Linked DNA regions of Anser cygnoides: region 1 is linked to region 2. Evidence: chromatin contacts called from public Hi-C data. All regions are on one chromosome and are shown on one strand. Each heading gives the region's core, a stretch centred on a gene start, on an enhancer-like site or on the middle of the called end of the contact. The rest is flanking DNA. Distances are from core to core; before and after follow the strand shown.

Region 1 (4,542 bases), core at 1,200-3,699, 120 kb after region 2:
GAGCCCCCATGACATTTTATGTCCCATCAAACGCTTTCCTTTGATACAGCAGCTCACGGTGCCAATCCAAGGTTAAACACTTTCCTCTGACAACGCCACTGCTACCGTAAAATTAACACAGGCATTTTCCACCTCCTTTCACTCAGATAAAACTCTCATCGGCTTATGTGATGGGTTTACATGAGTAAAGAGCTCTGAGGACTCACATCAACAATCTGAACGCATTTGTTTAGGATGAGAGGGAGAACAGCAGCACAACTGCTGACAAGACAGGTGAGGCTCTGTGCATGCAGAGTGCCTGCTGAGGTGGAGCCTTGCCTGTGTAAGAGCATTACCAACCAGTCCCAGGCTAGACATAGAAGCATAAAAACAGGGCAGAAATCAATACAGGTTCGTTTCAGAGCATCATGATAATATTCATTTTAGTCCACTGGCTTATGACTCTCAACACCCCGTGTTTTAGTTCATTTCTTCTGTTTTACACCTGGCATGGCCACCACCACTGCTGCAACACCGTCAGGGCACATCGCGCTGGTTAGCTGTAATCCTCACATCCCTCACGCCTCCCCAGCGAGGAAATGAAATACAGCTATTGGCATGCTCAGGCAGACAGATGTGAGAACCAAGAGCTCAAAGGCTCTTAAACACTGGGCTCCCAACTATTAAGTCAGTGAGAATTAAGCATCTTAATCTTTATGAGGATCTGGGCTTGCACCACACACCTGAGGTGGTTCTGCAGCAGGCCAGGACACTGAACCTGTCTCTGCTGAGCTCCCAGCCAGACCTCTAACTGCAATCCAGCCACGTATTTTGACGCTTGCATTTGCACAGAGGTGTCTGTGCAGCTTAAGAGTAATTTGTATCCAGATGATTGCAAAACATCCCTGGAGCTTCCTGCAAGTGAAATAGATAAGCTTTCTGCCATATCAGAGCTTGGCTGCAGATGCTGGGCTTTAATGTCCAATCTTTAGGCACCAGTTGAATTCACAACTCTTTTCAAACTCCTGTCACCTAACCCTGACATTAAGGCTGTGCCCATGTTCAGACCTCCCAGCCACTACACTGAAACTTTGTCATTTCAACGCTTTGAGGTCATTGAGCTAGCCTGGAAGTCCAGAAACCAGGGCTGAGATAAGTCCAGTTCCCTCCTCTGCATAGCAAGTTCTCTGCTGCATCCATGTGTGTTGGAAAAAAAAACAGGTGTCAGCTAATGTTAGTCTCAGCTCTCCCACTCTTGACTTCTCCCACTTGTCCTCAAAGTCAGATGTGGAAGGAGACACCAGACTTAATTTCTAGAGAAGGGATCAGCTGCTGGTCTGGGAAGTAAAAATTGGGTGTTCCTTCTATATCTTTGCTGGTACAACAGAGAGGATGGACATCTCAGGTGGCTCTGGTTGGAAAAAAAATGTCTTCACGGTGAATACAATTACACTAACAAGTGTTCAATATGTGCAGAGTATAAAAGCTCTGATGGTCTCACTGAACAGGGAGGGTAAAGCATACCCAAAGAGGATAGGGCAAAGGGCTGAGTAGCTCAGCTGATTGAAGGACTGAGTAGGTCAACTCATTAATGTCATTAAAGGAGCGTGGATTATCTTAGACACTGAGCAGGATGGGTCTCTGGAAAGAAATAGTTTGAGGCTGTTACAGATATGAAGCGGATGAACTGAAACTATTCCAGTAATTTCAGAGGTTGTCAACCCAAAATAACATTGAAAATTATGTCCTTTTCCCAACATTCCCCTACAGGCAGCCTGGCTAGAAGCATGACAATTCTTTGTCTACCTGCACATGGATATGAGCTTTCTAGAGAAAAAGAAAAAAAAAAGGAAAAAAAAAGGAAGGAAGGAAGAAAGAAAAGAAGGAAGGAAAGAGTTGTTATAAATATTACTTCCATGATAAAAACAAACTGTGCTTGTATTTCAACAGATGTGGTATCAAGTCATGCATAATTTAGATTCTTTGCTTGGGCTGGACCTTTGGGATTGACAGAGGAGCTTTACTGGATTATGACTTGTGGGTTGAAATTAAAAATGACAAGATAAGAGTCTCTGATTTTCCAGATGTAAGTAGGGCCACTCAAGCACACAATAAAAGGGGTTTTGGCATTTAGATAAGATTTTCAGTCATTAAGACTTTGTACTTCAGGTTCTGTTTACAGCAAACCTCAGCTTGACAAAAAAGGATTTTTAAATCAGTGAGTGCCAAGCCAATGATTTCCTTTCTGTGAAGCTGCATAAACAATAACTCATATGAAATGATGAAGTAGAGATTGGGTACCTTGAGACTGTATGAGTATTGCTAATTGATTGTTTTTAACCTTTCAAGCTTTTATGTTTGTCCGGTGATAAATAGTCGTTTTTCAATATTTTTGGCTTTTACATCAAAATGTCAAGTAAACAATGTTTTTTGATAGAATACATCCAGAACTGAACCTAGATTATTCTGCTTTTTTTGTTATTTGCCTTTGATGATCTGTAGTCTTAAGAAAATAATCCCCTTTATACTTGAATCTCAGACCTGGCTTTTCTCCTGTGAATAGAAAGAACTTACTTGTAGTTTGGCTAAACAGTTAATTGAGCACTGAAAAGTCAAAGAAGAACAAGGTGAAAGAGGAAAAAGAAGCAGTAAACACAGCTCCCCACTCCTGGCATCGCGTAACTAATATTTTAACAGCGATGAAAAACAGAAGTGATGCAATATTTAGGAAATCCGTCCAGAAAGTTGAAAAACAGGACTTGATTTCCTGTTTGACCTTGGCTGTTATTTAAGGCCACATTCAGGCCACAAACCAGAAGGACCTAAAATTAGGCATCACGAATCCTATGACGTTCAAGCAATTCAGCCCACCTGCTGTGTACAGAACACTCCCGAAATGATGGATAGAGAGGAGCAGTCACATCACCTAGGTTAGGCAGCGATAGCCACCGAGGGGATCAGTAAGGCAGTGCGCCCACCATGGGTGTTGTGATTTCTCCTAGTGACTCCAGACGGGAGCCTAGGATGTGACGTAGCAATGAGGAAGTGGCACCTTTTTTCATTCAATTCAAACAAAACACCTTTTCCTATCTCACTTGGGCATTATAAAGGTTAATGCTCTGTTGTTTCGGTGCTTACATGTTAGTGATAAGGTCAGGTAAATACTTGGGAGACAAAGGCTGTAAGTTGAGGTAGTATGTTTTATTGGACCAACCACCGAAGATAAGTACCTGCATATATAGCAGGCTATATAGGGACCATAAATATCCCAAAGCCCACAGAATTCATCTTGCTTTCACTCTCAGGTGTGGAACTGCAGATCTCAGTAGATGGAAGGAAGTTACAAACAAACAAACAAACAAAAAGTGTATTTTGCTGCATAATATCCATACTATGGTCCCTGCTGATTGTGAGAACAACCAGCACCAGATGCTTAAAAATAAGGGCTAAAAATGCAAGTAGAAGGTAGGATTGTCACCTTGTACAACTAAAAAGGCACTCTGTGCTTTTGTTTGGAGTGTTTCTCAGCTCTAACAGCCATAGGAAAGGTGACATGAGGAGAGGAGCATTCTCCATCAGCTCCAGCCCTGGACCTTCATGGAGCTCACAGCATGATGCTGGGTCACGCTGCTTGTTAGCTGGGACATTCGTTTATTAATACATGAACACACATTAGTCCTAGGCTGCTTGTTAGCTGCTTTCAACAGCAATAAAAGTTCCACTCTGTACTAAATCAACTCTATTACTCCATTTAAATGGCTTTTTCGGTGCTGCAGAGCCAGGGTTTTTGTCCACATACCATTCAGCTTTCTCCAAAGCCCTTTACCCTGCAAATCCAAATTATCTGTCAGAGGAGAACTGCTCTGCCAGCTTTCTTTGCAGGGCACTGCAAACCTGGGATAAAATGTATCTACTGACTGCAGGGTTTTTCTCTGTTGTTTCTGGCATGCCCCTTCCCCTCAGAGGCTCTAATAACCAAGGCTGCTTCCTCTCTCAGGGTCAAGATGAAGCTGGCATCATGCATGATTTTGGCTGGCTGGAAAACCTGAGATGCCAAACACCAATCACCAACTCCCTGTGCCAGGCACTGCTACGGAAACCAAGTCCCTGCCCTGATGAGGGGTGACCTAAAAGCATTAGGACAATCAGAAGGATAAATATAACAAGATAAAATCTGTGCTCCAGCTTTCACAGCGAGAAGACAGCAAAGCCAGCAACAGAGCCAGTCTCCTCCTTCTCAGAGTAATGCCTGACCCCTGGACAAACAAACAACAGCTCGTAACGTAACACAGGGAAGCTGCTTTGGACTCCCAATTAACCCTGTAAGAATGACTTGACAAGCACTACAGAATACCAACAAAAGACATTTTTATGGAGGCATTCGTTTGCTTTAATCGAGCAAAGAGTTTAATTAAATTTTCCTCACACACCAGATAAATAGCATTTCTCTCTGTCCTGCTCTGTATCTTGTGAATGATACTTTAATGTGGTTTCCCCAGAGTCATTCCTTAAATTGCAATGATTAACCACAGCCAGGGTATTTTTTCTCATGCACTAAATGTC
Region 2 (4,592 bases), core at 925-3,424:
TCAGCCCAATTAGTTTCTGTACATTCTGATATTATACATGTACCAAGAACGTAATGGAAGTGACACACGTGATAATGTTTTATCTCAGCCTCAGTCAGCTGGGGCCCATGCACACAAAAAAGGAGCGGAAAGGGTGAAGCATGAACATTTTTATTCTTTTTTTTTTTTTTTTTTTTAGATCAGCCACAGAAGTTTGTAGGTGTCTAACTTTGTGGTTTTTCAAACAACTTGATATTCTCATTAACTCTTTTTTTTTTTTTTCCATTTAAGAACAGAAACACTCTGTTAGTTTCAAAAATGTACTCATTTGCATTGTATAAACAGCATGTACTACTAAGTATTTTCAGTACATTTTCATAGAAAACAGAAATTTAAAATGAAGAGAAAAAGAATCCTTATCATAAGCTAATTTATTATAATAACAAGGGAATTATTTATGGTCAGATTCTGAAAAGGCATAAATCACATTCAATTTAAGAAATTTACACTATTTTTTGCATGTAGTACATGCAAATATTACTTACCTTCAGTGCAGATACACCCTAAGCTGAGGTTGCAAACGTTAACATTTACTACAACTGGAAGAAATAATGAATTTGAATTTGTAAAAGTAACTGAACAAAGTCCAAGAAGGTGCTGAGTATCACAAGACCAATGGGAACTATAGGAGGATGCACTGGAAGAGATGGCCCTGATCTGTGTCATTTCTTGTAATGGCCAATCCTTGTTAAAAGTCCCTTGCTTGCTTATGTCACAACGTCATTTGTACTGCGCCGCCAAAATATTCACAGGATGCCAAAGAGCTGACTTTCTGTGAGATCTTGGCAATCCTTCAAGGTTGTTGTCACAAAATGTAGTTCTCCTCTCCAAACAAAAGTTTGTTGGTAACAACTCATTGTCCATCAAATCAGATATTACCCGTCTAGTGCCATCAACATGACACGTTGTCCATACATGAAGCAGCAGGTCCCAAACCTGACCAGGGGTGCACAACTACACAACAGTCAGGAGCTGAAATTTGCTGCCTGTTTTTGAGATGTCCCTGCTGCAGACTTCTAGCCTGTTGTGCAAGAGCTTCCTGAATGCCCTCCATTGTAGGCATCTGGCTCTGCTTGCAGCTTTCCAGAGAAGTGCAGCCCCAGAGCATGCTCTCGGGTGGGCCAGGAAGCTGCATAGAGGGCTGCAGAGGCAGGCTTCGGAAAATCAGTACTCAGCACTTATGGCCTCTCCAAGGAAGGCAGCATATTCCTACTAAATCTGCATTAGCTGGATACATGTCATGAAACTGTCACCCTGACACACTCCTAAGGGGAAAGTTTGTACAGCTCGTATCACAACACATCTTCCTGGATCCTCTTAGTCTTCCACTGCAGCCATACCATTAAAGCCAAGTTAAGCTAAGGAATGCACCCCACAGGACCTTCTGCTGAAACAGGTGCAATTTAAGGCCTCTTGCTGGTCCTTGCGTGCAATATCTTCTTTGTAATTCACTGTGACGGAGGATCCCAGCTATTAAATTAACAGGTGTGAATGGCACAGCAAGACTAGGACAAGGAAAGACAGAGTTGTCGTTGTATTTAAATGCAAATTATTACAATTTAAATGCATTTTCTTTGTAGGACATTACACTGTTTCTCACTGTGTTTCATAGGAAATAAAGTAAAATGAAAGCCAGGACTAGTAATTGCAGAAAGACAATGTATACAGGGAAGCTGGTTTTACCTGAATAATATAAACTGATCTTCAAAAGCTCATTAACAACAGAGTCGTACTGTTTATTTTTATTGCAGTTGTGATTTTTAGGATTAGGACTATCAATATTTATTCATGTTTAACAGAACACAAACATCCGGTCAGTCCTGGCAAAGTGATATCCACTGAACTGCAATTTCATTGCACTTTAGTCATAGATCAAACAAAGGTCCCATTTATAGTAGGAGGGTAAAAGTACAACAGAGTCGGTAACAAGTGTGGCTATTGCCATAATACCTAATCTGTTGTAAATGACATATGAAGTTCTTTGTGAACCCAGCTATTGTCAATGGCAGGGGCAAAATCTGTGGTTTTTACCCGGTCAAACTCAGGTCTTACTAGAAATAAGGACTAGATGTGTGACTGCTTCTCCAGGTAAAAGCACCTTAGAAACTGAGGCAGATTATTTGGCAAACTGCTATTTCCACGTGAGGTTTCTCCAGATAACACTCCTTGCTGTTGCTTAATGGGTTTGAATTTGGGTCTTTTCAGCTGTTTTTTCCCAGGAAGTCTGTACAGTATACACCCTGAAGGTCTTGCCCAGGACACCTGACCACGTCTGCTGCCAGAGCTGCTCAGGACTGCAGATATATCTGTAGGGTCCAATATCCAGGGCTGAGGGACTCTGACCTAAGCAAAAGCTCCAAGTATGACTACATACTTAAAAATAGCAAAGCTAAACAACACGCATACCGGGCGAAGCGTGCTGAATGACATGGATTTGCCAGGATAGCTGAACTCAAGGAAGATTTGAGGGGTACTCTGTGGCCTTAGCCATATGAGCAATTATTTGTTGTTACGAAAAGTATTTGAGAGCTTGCCAGTGCATTCACTCTCACAGCACCCCAGGATGTGGCAAAGTGCTGCCAGCCTTCCTGGGGGCTGGGGGAAAGGAGGAGGTTGCACAACCTGGCCAGGGGAGCTACGGTCAGGCAGCCCAGCAGCACCTGCTGCTCGCACCTCTCCGCGGTCCTGGTGGCGTGCCAGCCACCTCACCTCCTGGGCTCACAGTCTTGCTGTAATTCACCCCCCTCATAGACTGAGAAATGCAGTGCAGTTTCTCCTTCCCTCAAATATTTAGGGGTACGTGATTTTACGTAAAATATTGCAAAAAAATAACAAGGGAATTGCTAAGGAAAACATTTTCTGCCAGAAGACATTAACACACCTTGGAGTGTGGTTAGTCTCACTCCAGGGGTTTAAAGAAGTTTAGCATGATAGAATTTCATAAATAGTAATATGTAAAGTACAAATCACTAATAAAAAATACTATTAATACTTTTTTTTGTGGATTTCCCAAAGCTGTTTCTCTGTCTTATGTAAACTGCATGCTCCTCAGGGCAGAGACTGCTTGGAGTCTGTGGCATGGACATCACTGAGTAGAAAAACTAATGAAGAAAGAAAATTAATTTCTTCATTTACTATTCTGACTATCAAAAATGCTCAAGGGGGACACAACAATGTGAAAAGTGAGGAGAAAATACAGCATATTTTATACATTTATTTTCATCTCCGGATGATTTTGACCACAAGAAAGTATTTGCCCATGATAGATGAACTGAGTTGCCATTCCTGTTAATATACTACTGTTTAATGATTTCTTTTCAGTATTCATTTTAATACAGTCAATGTTTACTTAGAAGGACATTAATAACACCAGGATATCTATCATATAGGAAATGGCTAATGAAATCTGTTTCATTTGTCAGTGGATGTTTATGTTTCAAAGCCGCATTGGATTGTTTATGCAAGATTTAGGGGAGAATGTTAGTGTTTCATTAGTGACTAATAACGAGAGTGAAGTTAAATGGCAATTAGTATGGATTTTTATTATTATTACTATTGCTATTATTTACATTACATCAGGACTCCCTTGGGCTGCAGATCGATGCTTGAAGCAGCTCAACTGTTGCTGCAAAGACTTCAGAATGAGACAAAGTATGTTTGATAGTGATATGGACACAGGACTGAGAGCCAGAGTTGTCAAGCTCTGCAAATGAGCTGACTCACTGCCAGTTGCTCCTGTGGTGAATCGTCCTACAAGTAGCCTTGTTGTCTCTAACACATCTTCTATATGAACGAAGCTTATAAGATTTCTGAATGTGGGATGCTTATACTCAACAGCTAATTCAGAGCTAATCTGCATCTCCTAGTTTGATGGTTTTGGAACCGACTCATTCATTTTTCTCTCAATAGCTGCTTCAAATTGGATTCAAAGGTCAAAATCTTTATGCATAACACATATAGCTTCTGTGGAGTTTTGCAGATCTCTACCATCTCAGAAATGGACCCCATGGTTTGAACACTACTGTGTTTGAGGAATTTCCTTTTGAAAAGTACAAATGTCTTTGCAATTTATGAAACGATTCAGGCATTTGAAAATGGCATGTTCCTTCTTCCTTTGCAAGTCAAGGTCTGAGTTCATTATTTGAGATTTTCCTTCCTTTCTTGCAAAAAGTTCAAAGAGGTACATCCTTGTTGCAAGGACATGAGAGTTGCCAGATTGCATCACAACAGGGACTGTTATGAGCATGGAAACAAGATCCCAGAAAGCTGGGGAGCTGCACTTGTCTTTGGCTGTCTTTTGCCCACCTTGTTCTTTGTGAACAAGGACAAATGTTAATGCCTTCCACTAAAAAAATAATACATAGTTTTGGTCAGGATGCACTTATGTGCAAGTGGAATTTAGTCCAAAATGACAATGACTGATGTCCAGCAATCTACCCTTTCCTTTTCAAATGATAAAAAAAAAAAAAAGTGCACATTGAAATCACCGGAAAATTGAGTCACTCTGGCTATGTTAACAGCATGGAAAGGAAGGTATATTGCCACAGCAAAAC

What was found. A called contact is a pair of places that touch in the nucleus more often than the background predicts.
Region 1: a contact with region 2 is called in a Hi-C map of liver, with 4 times the contacts expected there. The contact joins two enhancer-like sites. A contact is called at or near these places in 2 of 7 Hi-C or Micro-C datasets (both in liver).

What each region holds. Positions count from the first base shown.
Region 1 is chr2:153,079,887-153,084,428 of Taihu_goose_T2T_genome, forward strand. No RefSeq gene overlaps it. Among named protein-coding and RNA genes, the nearest start is that of MYC, 89 kb to the right of the region's middle. Within about 2 kb of position 2,450, at least 1 of the 3 cell types and tissues checked has open chromatin away from gene starts, as enhancers often do. A contact at or near this core is called in liver, where this site is marked.
Region 2 is chr2:152,964,462-152,969,053 of Taihu_goose_T2T_genome, forward strand. No RefSeq gene overlaps it. Among named protein-coding and RNA genes, the nearest start is that of MYC, 200 kb to the right of the region's middle. Within about 2 kb of position 2,175, at least 1 of the 3 cell types and tissues checked has open chromatin away from gene starts, as enhancers often do. A contact at or near this core is called in liver, where this site is marked.